2 separate regions of the Salvelinus alpinus genome follow, and region 1 is linked to region 2. A link is a contact called in public Hi-C data. All regions are on one chromosome and are shown on one strand. The core of a region is the stretch at or near the end of the contact, and the rest is flanking DNA. Distances in the headings are between cores, read along the strand shown. Region 1 holds the start of cdin1 (CDAN1 interacting nuclease 1). Region 2 holds the start of LOC139553402 (homeobox protein Meis2-like).

Region 1 (6,727 bases), core at 3,996-6,495, 190 kb after region 2:
TCGTTATCGTTTGGGATTTTGATCCTCTTCCTATTGACTCTCCTATCAAAAGCAGTGAATGCTAAATGCTATTGTGAAATATAATTTCCAATTAGTTGATGTATTACAACTCAAATTCAGGGCAAACAACGTGCATATTCTGCATTTATTTTTGTGACATAGGCCTACATCACCAGTTCCATATTAAGAGTAAAGAACAGGCCTATAAGAATTCACAGTCAACAGTTCCTGCATCTAGCTTGTCATCCATCTGCAGTGAGACAGTTGTTATTAACATGACAGTCATGAAAGCACTAACTAGAAAGTAGCCAGGTCATTATACTACTTCTATCTCCATAGTGACCAGAACCGTGCAGTATTGTGATACGGGTTTGACAGTGATACCTCTCCCTGCCTGCCTGTCCCCTCTCCCTGGCACACCCCCATGTGGGTCAGTCCACTCCTTTACCCCCCTGCCCACAGTCAGGCTGGCCAGTATTTACACAGTGGCAGGGCTCCCACACAGTCAGACTGGGGAGGGGGGGGGGGATTGCCTGCCTGCCGTGCCTGAGCGCATGCTAAGAGATGATGGATGGCCTAGTCGATATGTTATGTCTTAAGAGCCTGATTTCCTGCCAGTCCAATCACTAACCCTCCAGAGCCCGGCTCAGCTGATTGGACAAGCAGAATAATTTTGCAGGCTGTGAAAACACTGCTGCCGTGCCTGTCTGTCAGGCCCGATGACAAGACTCAGGGTTTTTAAAGAGCAGGGGCCTCTCCGAGAAAGAAATAATAACAATAACGGCTAAGACTAAACAAAAGAGTCGGCACCGCTGAGAGGAGCGCTATACAGTTATCACCCCCGGAAAACAGTTCTTACTGGAAGGATAGTGGTAGTTAGAGGTTTTGGTTGAGAAACAGAAACACTGTGGGGTAAAAGATCACATTCAGAACCTAAACAAACATTACAATGATGTATACTAATATGGACAAAAAGGTGGTACATATGTAGCTGAAACGCACTTTTCACATAACACATTCTGTAAAATGCTGACACTAAGAACAAAGGCCTGCTCAAAGTAGGCTGTGTCCCCCTTGGGGACCCCAGTGCCTTCTTCTATCGGTGATTAGGGCACAATGCTAGTAGGAAGCTCCAAATCCATTCGACTTTGTAAGTGACCTCGGCAGGATCTAGCGGTGTCCTGGTGGCCTTGGGGGATTACACGTGTTACATTCAATAAAGAGCGCCCCCTCAGTGTCATGGAGAAACGCAACACAGCCATTAACCCCCGCTTATATTTCTGAACATGCAGCCAGCTACATAGTGGACCAGAGGAGAGGCTGGCTCGCTAATGTAATGAAATTCAATGCAGAGACATTGAAAAGTACTGTCTATGGATTATTTCTTAATGAGGCTGAATTTAGTAGGACATTATGAACAAAGTATATTGAAATAAATGCACACATTTTTGCCCTTAATATAACAGCCTACATAACTGAAGATGTATCTATTGCTAATTAATTACAACAACCAGTGCAATAAATAATAATTTAAACTTACTGACACGTAACACAATGAATGCATGAAAATGTGCAGTTTTCATTGTATTGATATTTTCTTTAATAAAATATTGGCTATTGACCTTGACTGGACAGACAGTACGCTGCCTACTGGTGTGGGAGTCAACAGCATGCTATGTTGCAGAGGCAGAACCTCTACTGTAATTTAAAGGCCCAGTGCAGTCAAAAACGTAATTCCCTATGTTTTCTATTGCCACACTATGAAGTTGGAATAATACTGTGAAATTGTACAAATTATTCCCTTTTAGTGTAAGAGCTGTTTGAAAAGACCGCCTGAAATTTCAGCCTGTTTTGGTGGGAGGAGTTTTGGCCTGCCTGGTGACAGCACCAGGTGTTAAATTAGTTAATAGACCAATAAAACAATTTTTTTGAAGAGAGTTACAAACCTCTCTGCCAATAACAGCTAGTTCAGGTTTCCCCTTCCCACTCAGACAGGGCTCCAGACTAACATTTTCCCCTGGTGGCACTAGTGCCACAACGTTTTTCAGTTCGTGGCACCAGCCCATGATTTGGTCGCACAATTTTTGTTTCTCTCGCTGCGTCACGCAACATAAAAATGTTGTATTGTCTTAAGTAATTTAATAAAGTGCTTTATTAAAAAGTATAATAGACTACTGAGATGGTATTCAACAAATAAGTTGTTTTATCTGTTGATATTGTGATTAAAAATATTTTTATTTGCAACCTAATACAGTGATTTCATGCATTTTCAGTTGACAATCAGCCTGTGTTTATTATTATTATTATTTTTAATGTCTCCAGAATGGTCTGATTTAATTCAATAGAGATTCATTTGCCCACATCTTTATGTGCACTAATATCATAGGCTAATTTATTAGGGGCTAATTAACCACCTAAGTGAAAACTCAAAACCCATTAACTAGATTACTAACATAAAAAATATATATATTTTTTTTTTCTTTCTCACAAATTTCTAAAAAGCTATTTTTGCTTTGTCATTATGGGGTATTGTGTGTGGATTGATGTCACTCAGATTTTTTTTACCAGCCTAAATATTTACACCAAAAACCCAGATGGGCATGCTTTGTAATGTTTCTAAAACCATAAATGTATTACTACACTGAACAAAAATATAAACGCAACATGTAAAGTGTTGGTCCCATGTTTCATGAGCTGAAATAAAAGATCCCAGAAATGTTCCATACGCACAAAAAGCTTATTTCTCTCAAATTTTGGGCACACATTTGTTTACATACCTGTTAGTGAGCATTTCTCCTTTGCCTAGATAATCCATCCTCCTGACAGGTGTGGTAAAACAAGAAGCTGATTAATGATCGTTACACAGGTGCATGATCGGCATGATCGTTACACAGGTGCACCTTATGCTGGGAACATTAAAAGGCCACTCTAAAATGTGCAGTTGTCACAACACAATGCCACAAATGTAACAAGTTGAGGGAGCGTGCAATTGACATGCTGACTGCAGGAATGTACACCAGAGCTGTTGCAAGAGCGTTGAATATTCAATTCCCTACCATAAGCTGCCTCAAATGTTGTTTTAGAGAATTTGGCAGTACATCCAACCAGCCTCACCACCACAGACCACATGTATGGCGTTGTGTGGGCGAGCGGTTTGCTGATGTCAACATTGTTAACAGAGTGCCCCATGGTGGCGGTGGGGTTATGGTATGGGCAGGCATAAGCTACGGACAACAAACACAATTTCATTTTTTCAATGGCAATTTGGATGCACAGAGATACCGTGAACGAGATCCTGAGGCCCATTGTCGTGCCATTTATTCGCCGCCATCACTTCATGTTTCAGCATGATAATGCACAGCTCCATGTCACAAGGATATGTACACAATTCCTGGAAGCTGGAAATGTCCCAGTTCTTCCAGGGCCTGCATACTCAACAGGCATGTCACCTACTGAGCATGTTTGGGATCCTCTGGATCAACGTGTACGACAGCATGTTCCAGTTCCCGCCCATATTCAGGAACTTCACACAGCCATTGAAGAGGAGTGGGACAACATTCTACAGGCCACAATCAACAGCCTGATCAACTCTATGTGAAGGAGATGTGTCACGCTGCATGAGGCAAATGGTGGTCACACTAGATACTAACTGGTTTTCTGATTCATGCCCCCACCTTTTTAAGGTATCTGTGACCAACAGATGCATATCTATATTTCAAGTCCTGTGAAATCCATAGATTAGGCCCAAAGAATTTATTTCAATTCACTGATTTCCTTATTTGAACTTTAAATCAGTAAAATATTTAAAATTGTTGCATTTATATTTTTGTTCAGTGTAGTAAGGTATGTTACATTTTGTATAGTATGTATTAACTGTTGGATGTCCAGCATCCATTTCATATGATATGTTAATTACAATTTGTTTTAATGTTATGAATTTCCAAAACGTATGATATGTTACAAATTCCAATTTATTGTGGGCAATGTTAGCTAGGTGGCTAACGTTAGCTACCACTAGGGGTTAAGGTTAGGGTGCAGGCCTGGGCAACTCCAGTCCTCAGGGGCCTGATAGGTGTCCCACTTTCCCCAGCCCCAACTAACACACCTGACTCCAATAATCAACTAATCATGATCTTCAGTTAAAAATGCAATTAGTTTAAATCAGGTGTATTTGCTAGGGATGGGGGGAAAATGTGACACCAATCAGGCCCCCAAGGACTAGAATTGTCCAGGCCTGGTTAACTAAAACGGTTAAGGTTAGGGGAAGGGTTAGTTAACATGCTACTGTAAGTAGTTGCAATGTAGCAAGTAGTTACTAATTAACTATAATTGTAAAGTTATCAGTGATGGGATTTGAACACACAACCTTTGGGGTGGCTAGACGTTCGCGTTATACGCTCACCCAAACACCCTCTTTCTTTTGTCTTAAGTAACTCTTATGTAAACATACCAAACGTAACATATAATTAATTAGAGGTTCCTGGTTTACTATGTTACGTCCAGTCTATGAGACCCGCCTGTAGCACTACCTAGCCTACTTGCTAACACTCACATGAGGGCGAAGCTAGCATGGCTATCCGAATTATCGTGTTATGTGGAAATCCCGTTAGCTATGGAATGTGCCGAAAAGCTCGTAACAGCTTCGAGCTACACAATTATGCAGGGATAGGCTCATACAGCAGGACAACAAGCATCAAGGACATAACAAGAGTTTATGACAATATCAATAGGGTAAACTATATTGAAACATGCATCACTTACTTTGGAAATCTTTGCCTCAGTATCGTCATACACTGACGCGTGGGTCTCAAATGTTCGGTGCATTTCACTATCTCCTTGTATTCAGCTCGAGACAGCTTCATTTTTAATCATCTGCGTGGCTAAACAAATAGAAGACAAGACAACAATCAAAAACGTGCAAGTTCTGATATCAGCTCGCATTGGCAAAATAAGCTATGAAATTGCTTGCTAACTAACGTTAGCAGTTTAGCTACCAATGTTGTTCAGTGTATCAAACTCTTTCAAATCGGTCACATAAACGACAGTAAATAGTCCGCTAGTTTAATAATAGCTACTGCATGCAATGCTAAGTCAATATAATACAGGAAAAAACAATGCTATTTTCCAGTAAAACAATGTTATTACAATAAATGCAAGGAGCACAATACACTTCCTGGTTTCTTACCGCGAGAAAGTTAAAACATACACGTCAGTATGAACAGCCCTCCTATTGGTCTATATTGCAGGAGCTGAGTATACCGGCAAGGGATAGGCTCGCTACGGTCTTCGCTTCAGTGATTCAATACCAACAACAGCACTATCAAACCTAAAAGACCTGGTTAACTTTCTTTGACAGATTTGGAAAATATCACCTGTAATATCATAGCAATACATTCGCATAGGTAGGAAATGCATACAGTGGGACAAATTATGCTCCATTCAAGACCAATGCATGGTACTCTTTCATTATAATGAATTATATATAGTAGTAGCCTAAACAATAAATGGAACCCTACAGCAAAATAAAAAACACATTTTTATAATTCTGATAGCCTAAAATAGCTGAATTGAAAGGGAAAGCATACTTAAAAAAAAAAATTTGGGAATAAAATACATTCACTTGGAACGTTTTTCACAACGACAACCTGAATAATTTTTATATTTTTATGATTATCTGGAAATTAAACTATCGATTACAAAACTGCCTATTATAAACTGATGTCCTCTAAGTAGTAGAGTTGTACACCCCCCTCAAGCATAGCCATGTATCAACACCTTCCAAAACCCTGTAATCCTCTTTTTCTGCCAAAGGGTGATTTAAAGGGATTTGGAATTAAAGACAGGAGATCTGGATTTTTAGACATGAATACAAAGTGGATTCCTTTTAACTCCAAAACCCCAGCGACATCTCAAGCTGTCCTTCCCCACTGACTCCAGATCAGGTTCCATATGAAGTAGTTTAGAAAACTTTAGTCTTTAAAAGTAGTCTTTGGTTGGGGCACACTTTGGCTCTTATGAAGTCTGGAGGGAAAGTGTAACAAGTTAGAGTAGGTGCTGTGGGGCAGGCAGGCATCATTTATTGATGTGTTATATCTTCTTTCATTTGAGCTCTTCATAGTTTATACTCCGAGTGTCCGTGACAGGAACACTTAGCTGGGATTGTGAATAATGATATACTAGACAACACTAAGAAGATTTGTAAAAGCAGGGTATTGAGCTTAGTGCAGAAGTGTGTGCCTGAAGTGAATTGCCCTCTTTATTTTGGGACACAAGCCTACACAAATAATAAAGTATTCAGCCTATTATTATACTGCAAATATCATTCTCAAAATGTAATATCATATGAGTACAGACATGATCTATGGCTAAAATATAATATAAGTATTTAAAACCAGTGGTACTCTGGTTTTAGGGAAGTTGTGGGTAGGCCTAATTGTATTTGACTATGTTATATAATGCAGGTATTGAGTGCTCTCTTTTTAAGGTCTACTTTGTCAGATCAATATCTTATTTTTTTTTTTACAATGGTCTTATTGTGTAATTAATCTCTGAGCAGTGCTAAATCATAGTCTGGCCTAATATAATCTCTCTCACACTTACACACACACACTTAATTTACAGGTACCTGATAGAAGGAAAGCTGGCTACAGCAATATAACCGAGTCATTTCTATGGTGACTATTTATTACATTTTGTACAATAGGCAAACGCTAGATTTCTTTTGTTA
Region 2 (7,775 bases), core at 3,629-6,128:
CAACCGAACACATTCTATTTGCGTTCTTGATTATTCTGTCCAATTGAATTCAATTCCGGGGCATGATGCAACCATGAAAATGTAACACTTAAATTGTTCCCCTCTGTGCTGGACAAACAACTCAAGGGTGGAATTGATGTTAAGTTTAAAGTGGAGAGGGGAATTAATACAATTTAATAACGGTTTAAATGGACGGGGTAGTTTCTTTGGTGCCTAAAGCCATGTTCCCCTTTGATCAGCGAGGGAGGGCGACTTTATTGGACATGTTTCTATTTCCAAATCCGCATAACACGCAACGATGCATGTATTTCCTATTATGTAGATAAGGAAGAGAGCGTTTCATATGTAATAAAGGTGGGCCCATAGCCTACTGCCTCTTTAAGCCCCTTAAGTCTGAGAAATGATGAGCGACAGAGGCACAGCGAGAGGGTCAGCGCTATTAACTTCTCAGTTTCTCGGGCTCCACTTAAACTTCTCTCTATTACATGTCGTAATGTGGCGAGATGGGCCCTTTACGTGTCCACCTCCTCAATCCCAAAATAAAAATGCATACCTGCCCCCCAAAGTGCTCGGTAAACTGATAGTCTAGCTACACATTTCTTTATATTTGCTCAGACAGTTCGATACGAAGGGGACAAGGACAAATTATTAGGCTATAGTTAGGCTACTCTTGCACGCCCAGTATTTCGGGATAAACACACAATACAAGCTCCTCAGCAGCATTTGATGCATATGACCGTAGTTCTCGCCACGGTCACTAATCTCGCCATGCCTGACTGAAACGGTGCTTCGTCGGGAGGGATGTTCATTCAGCTCTCGGTAATGATCCAGACAACTACTACCTCTATGGAAAAAGTATGATAGCATGTTCTTGCAAGAAAACCTCAGTGTCCTTATGATAAATTGTGGTTGGTTGTGAAATTCGTTTCGGAGAATTCAAAACAGTATGACAAAACATTACCAAATTTCTATTGACCTTAAACATAACCAAATTTCTATTGACCTTGGGGATTCTATTATATCATAATGGAAATAATAGAGTGGGGCAACATGAATCTATTTGGACGATATCGACCGGGAATAAATAATAGATTGCTGAGACATTCTAAAATGTCTTTATTTCACGAAATATGACATTAATTCAAACGTGTTTATGTCCAAATAAATCAGACATATTTTTATGATTTATAATTAGATTGAAACTGATTGCTTGTGATTTTGCTATTAATTTGAATTAACAGCACTGTCAAATATTAGGCCTACATTAATGGATTGTAACAGTAATAATAACAGACAAATAATAATAATAACAATAATATAATAATCCGAGCTTCATGTGTCATTTTTAATTACACCAGTTATCTATTTCGCAGAAGCTTTCATGTACAGAAAAACACCTTTGAGTAATTGCACTGAGGGATGAATGGCCTGTGTACCAGTAAATTCCTTTACATTAATTGAGCCAGAAACCATAACTAATGATGGTCCCAACTGCCTCACTGGGTTTTTCTATTTACTCCTAATCTTTGGACGAATAGTACCATTTTGGTTACCGTTATTTTGATATTACACAGCACCCTGCGTGGTTCACATTTCACTCGGAAAAATTGTTTGTTGGGATACAAATTATGCTTGATATATTGATAACATAGGCATTCGAATCCATTCTCTCTCCTCACAAAATATTTTTCAAATAGGCCTATTTTCAACTGTAAATTATATTCAATTGCACTTTAAAAACATATATGGTTCAAATAATAATGAATTCATTATGATCACAATTTATAATGCATATTTTTCGTTGTCACGCAAATTAGATTTTTCCTAAAGATTACCTATTTTTTTCTTAATTTCTTAATAGTGGCGCGATTCAACGTTTGGCGTTTGTTCAATCCGCCAGATGTCGCTAGAGGAATGCATATTTTAAGCATTAGGCATGCTAAGTGTCTTTGAGACAGATCCCAAGGATTTTCAAGGGAGAACGCCACAGTTACATTTTGTGTGGCTCCCCACCCCACCCCCTCTCTCTCCCCCTCCTCAGACACCAGAATCTGAAAATCGATAGAGGGGAAAATACGGCTTTGGAACTCAAGAATTTACAGTTAGTCGCGAAACTTTGACAAGTATTTGAGTTGCTCATTCCACTTTCTGGGACCCTAGTCACATTTCACGTGGGGTCAGAAAGAGTTCAGCCTGGTGAGGTAATGCCGTATGTGTTGCATGAGGAAAACATTGACAGGGCTACGTATAAACAAAAAAAACTTCACTGTAGATTATGTAAACACTGAGATAAATAAATGAATAGTTAGTTAATCACTAGATTTTAACATATACATTCGAGTATTGATATTGTCTGAACATCAATTGAACAAAAGCCTACTACAAAACTTCCGAAAATAACCATAATTTAAATATACCTGAACGCAATTCAGAATTATCTTTGTATTGACCTTTAGGTTACTGAAAGTGTTGGTTTTCTGTCCCCTTCAGAAAAGTCTATGATCTACTCTTATCTGTGGGCTTTCTATAGCCAACATGAGCTTTTCCTATTTGCATAATCTCAAATACTAAGGCGGGCCAACTCAGAACAAAGTAACAAACAAGATTAGGCCGATGTTATTTGTTCCTGTGGTTAAGCAGCGATTGTTTCTAAAGAAGTATTTAAGGTCACTAAGAGGATTTAAACCCCGATTTGTATCAGTGACCTTTTTGAAGGAATTAAATCAACAAAACATTTCTCCATATTTAGCAACACGATAGGCTACCAGGCTACTTTAGAGGAAGCCATGGCAAAGTGGAGATATTGGTGTCTGTTTTGAAATGGGAGTTTGGGGGTTACTTTTTTACAGTAGGTGCACTTTTAGGATGTGACACCGAGTGGATCTTTAGCCTCGTGATTGTCTCAGTAGTGTTTTCCTTGAAATAGATCCGCTGCCCCCTAATGAATCCAAACGCAGCTGGCCATGTCCCACACGGACACCGAGAGCTTTAACCCTAAACTGACCTCAATTTGACACCACCAGATGAAATTTTACCGCCTGTTAATGCCATCTTCTGCAGAAGAGACGGATCCGCATGTTGACGGAGATGCACTTCTACTTGAACACAGATTGTGTTCATATGTATCCTTATCCATATCAGTCCTCAACCTGAAAAGTCACACAATGGGAAATCCACTAAACATAATGGGAACTTGGGCATGATATGGGACACTTGAAAGGTCTTGGGTTGCAAACACTTGCATGTTTCCAAAACCATGAGAACATGTTTTAGGTATCCTCCATTTAATCTAGGCTATGTTCTAGGTTTTATAAGGCTAATTTAATCGTATTATTAAATATGAATTAGAATTATATTAAGACTATTAAGTATTAGGATTGAAATACAATATCCAGAACGAGGATTTAGAGTGTATAAAAGTGTATTTATTGCCATAACTAAAATATAATGTCTCACTAACAGGATTCTGATTTATTTGATGTTATTCAGATTTATGTTAGATTTGAATGCTGATAGAGGCTATATTTTGGATTCACCATTACATGGCATTGCATTGTAATGAATAGCATGTCCTTAGCTTGTACCAAGAACTATAAGTAAAATACCTAAAATAAACTTCATAAACATTTAACATATTGTGTTATATACATTTTATAAAATATACAACTTTTGAATGTTCAAAAGGTTGAGGTGCATTTTGGAAGAAAAGGCTATTTCATATATGACCACCTCAAGTTTCACAAGCTCTTCGAATGTGTACATCACCCGCCTTTAGGCCAAAATATATATAAGATAAAAGATTTGTTAAAAAAAAAACTGTGTATACGATTTTGACCGTATAACGTAAAAATGTGCCACATTTTACTTATCCAACGCTTAAAAATGTTACTTACATTTTTGGGGATTGGATAGCTCTAATGCGACTGAATCATTCATACATTCACAGAATAGGCCTAATCATATCAGCTACTTAGCCTGACTTTCCACAACTGCACTGTTGGAGAACCTTCCGTTTTACGAGACACAACAAAGGACATAATATGATTCACTTACCATGTTTGTCCGGAAGAAAAACGCTAGGGTTAGTGTACAGGTCATAGTGCACGATATCATTATAAGCATTCGGGCTAACATCAAAAACCCATGTCTTCAAAAGCTCACGCATCCAGCCCCTGGTTCTGTTCACAGAATGTAACATCGGTCAGAGGTATTTGGAGACGATGCATGCGGCTCTGCGCATAACACTGTAGTTCCTTCTCGGGCTATTGCACGTTGAACTGTCCACACAGCCGTTCGTCAACCCTGCTTTCCTACTTTTTCTTGTAGGGCTTCCCACCCCCTTATGCCAACAAACATAATTGTTGTCACAGTCCTTCATTTTTAAAATATTTTTCAATTGCTATTTCTATTGTCATCCCAAGCAACCGTATGGCGCGTTTGTTTGTTGGGAGTATATTGACCTTACAGCTGAATCCAACCCTTTAGCTCATCCAACCTATGAATGGTTAATTTCGACAACCACCAAAAATGTCACCGAGCCATAAATGTATCAATTTATGTGAAAACATATCAATATAACGATGATGCCATCTGCGCAAACGTGTATATTATCATTGATGGAGCTAAATATTAAAAGGGATAGATGGCCTGTTTCGGTTTTGTGCGTAAAAAAGCTTGGGCTCAGGGAAAAAGGGCTATAGCCTCAGCGCAATCGATGGCCGGAGCGTTGCTCCTCCTCTAAACTTCAAACTCAAGACATGATTGATGATCTTGGGGAGCTTTGATAATTGACTACTCTGAGGTAAGGCACGGATTTCTATCTAGAGAGGGGATTGGACGAGAGAAACATACAAAATTACTTTCTCTACAAAAGCTTTTTCTTTTTGGAAAAGTTCATTCTGGACTGAGAAGGGGTGCGCCATATCGTTTAATTTGCTAAACAGCCCCGTTCATAATTAGCAGTACGATTAAAAGGTATTACCGAGATATTTCATACTAGGCACACCGGCTATAACCACAACACAAGATAACAAGTAAGCGTTAACAAGTAAGCGTCATGCTCATAAATTAAACTCAAAACGAATCAGGTATCTTTACAGTGTCATTATAGATGATTTGACTAGAGATCATGTTTTGATTGCGTGACGGATTCTTAGTTTAGAATATTTTTGAGTGAAAACAATAAGTATGAGTGGTGATGTGTGAACAATAGGCTACTTACTGTTCATTATTTATCATATTTATGATAACTTTTTTGACTCGTGAACGGTACGAGGTGCCACGCGTATTTCTTTCAGACTATTTGCAATAGTGAAACTAGAACAAGTTAGTCGTGCGCCTTAGCTCGGGCTTTTCCTACTCTTATTATACAGCGCTTATAGGTCCGCGTTGGCATGTATAGGGAAACGCTGCTTCGGATCTAAAAGCATAGCAGATTAACACAAATAGGCTACTTCACTTTTTTTCTTTTCTTTTTGCTTCTCACTTATCAGCGAAGGGAATTGCCTGGGAGTGTAGAATCTGTGTTGTTTGGCTCCCCCCGTGAGGAGTTGAAGCCGTCCTCGTGCATACTCTGCATATCACAGGATTTGGTCTCTCCTCTCTTTCTGTAGCTGCTGTAGGACTGGCTATGGCCACCGCTACTTCCGGGTTCCGTCATTTCATTCTCCCGCCGATCAGCGCAGCAAACTGACTCTGTTCTATAAGCAAGCTAGCAGCCAACCTGCCAACACTCGCTGACACTCACTCATCTCAGACCGCGAGATAGACGAAATACCTACGGGGAAAGGAAAGATCTGAATTGCAATCTCTTAATTTCTATTGCTTTTTCTTTTTACAGTAATAATAAAACAAGATAGCAATCCGGAGGCATAAAGAGGACGCGGACTTGCTGGATGAAAACGGGCTGAAAAGATTCATCCTCTCTTGAACATCATCACCAACCATCATTCATTCATTACCTTGACAACCCCTGGCTTTGATTGACAGCTGGAGTGGCAAAAAGCCACGAGACACGACAGTTTAGTTACATGCAGGTTGTTGATGGGCCGATTGTAACCTTCAGTTTGGTGCTTGACATTTTTTTTTATTTTTGGGGGAAAGAGGAAAACAAGAAAAATTGCAAAACTCCTCCTGATGCTTCTGCTTGCACTCTACCACATTGGAGAATAGGAGAATTCGCAAAGTTGGTTGAAAAAGGAATCTTACCAGTAAATCACTTTCTAACCTGACTGGGATATTAAATATACGACACATCCAGGAGTTTATTGGAGCGCAGCCTGATGGCGCAAAGGGTAGGTTTTAAATCTCCAACACTTACCTATACAAATCCACTCTAGGAGGGCCTCCATATCGCTATCCTCTTGTCAGTGGCGGCTTATTTATAAATTGTTCATATCTAAGCCGTTTTATTTGACATTTTTGCAGTAGGCTACCTTTACTCTTCAAGCGGAGTTAAAGCCTCTGCTTAACCGACGGTCTCCGCAGCATTCGTGGAGCAGTTTTAAAGGGACTCCTAAGTAATTCGGTGTTTTGCCAAAGTAACCCACCTTCGGGGATTCAGAACTTTAAAATGTTTTTGGTAATTACAAATACAAACCTTATCAATGTATTCACTTGGTAGTTTAGCCATGGCGATTGCCTTTTCTGCCGAAGCAACAGGAATGGCACAAGGATTTGCTTACTTTTTTCAAATGCTGGTGTAGTAGCCTCGTTTTACTATATCGCTTTGACTATAGCCTACTATGACTTCAGTAACATGTTACCTGATAATTAGCCTATATGTACATTTTGGCCACGTTACGCGTGAATTTCTATCCTCTGACTTTGTTGTTGTTTTATTCCAGTACGATGAGCTGGCCCATTATGGTGGGATGGACGGAGTCGGGGTCCCGGCGTCTATGTACGGAGACCCGCATGCTCCACGGCCGCTACCCCAAGTCCATCACTTGAACCATGGACCACCGCTCCATGGCCAGCACTACGGTGCTCATGCACCCCATCCCAGCGTTATGCCCAACAGCATGGGCTCCGCTGTCAACGATGTTTTAAAGAGGGATAAAGATCAAATCTATGGGTAGGTGGACTATAATTACATACTTTATTTTTAATCTATTTTACGCTTTCAGTGTGTTTTGACTCATGGACGTTTTACTTGTTGCAAAAGTTAACCCAGCGTAGGCCTATATGCATTAGCAAGTTTACAAAATGAAGTGTAGTTTAGATAAAAATTAAATATTGTCAGAACCTAGAGGTCTATGTTTATCAGTCATCTGATATTATCACAACTTACATTTTAAAAAGAATATGGATAACTATTATAGTATACAATTAAAACTAAGCATGTTTTAAATAGAAGGATGCATCTTATTGGCACATTGTAACAAGGGGATAAACACACACTGCAACGTATGGTTATGGCTACTTGTAAAAAAGTTGATAGGTCCGAGTTTAAATTTGGTATAATCGCCAAAACATTATAATAGTCAGCACTAATGCGTTAGTGTCCGTGCGTAACATGCATTGGAAAAATATAAGACAAATGATGTCATTTGTAAACAATGCATTTTGCCATTGATGTGCACATAGCTTATTCATAAAATGTTTACAAAGTAATCTACTTTATGGAAGAATTTGGAGATACGTTTCAAATGTTATCTCAGTCAAAACCTTGGAAAGTATAGTAGTTTAAATTATTCCTGACAAATTCTTCACTATTTACACTCCTTGGGATCTTTAGTTTTACGCACAACTTTAACTTGCTGTGTCGCCGTGTG

Evidence for each region. A called contact is a pair of places that touch in the nucleus more often than the background predicts.
Region 1: a Hi-C map of muscle shows a contact between it and region 2, with 6 times the contacts expected there. The contact joins the promoter of cdin1 here to the promoter of LOC139553402 in region 2. A contact is called at or near these places in 2 of 3 Hi-C or Micro-C datasets (muscle and red muscle).

What each region holds. Positions count from the first base shown.
Region 1 is chr25:14,054,835-14,061,561 of SLU_Salpinus.1, forward strand. cdin1 (CDAN1 interacting nuclease 1) reads right to left here and starts at 5,246. Exons shown (of 12, transcript XM_071365692.1): 1 at 5,186-5,246; 2 at 4,762-4,880. The coding sequence starts at 4,862.
Region 2 is chr25:13,863,027-13,870,801 of SLU_Salpinus.1, forward strand. LOC139553402 (homeobox protein Meis2-like) reads left to right here and starts at 4,879. Exons shown (of 12, transcript XM_071365689.1): 1 at 4,879-5,033; 2 at 6,846-7,075. The coding sequence starts at 6,873.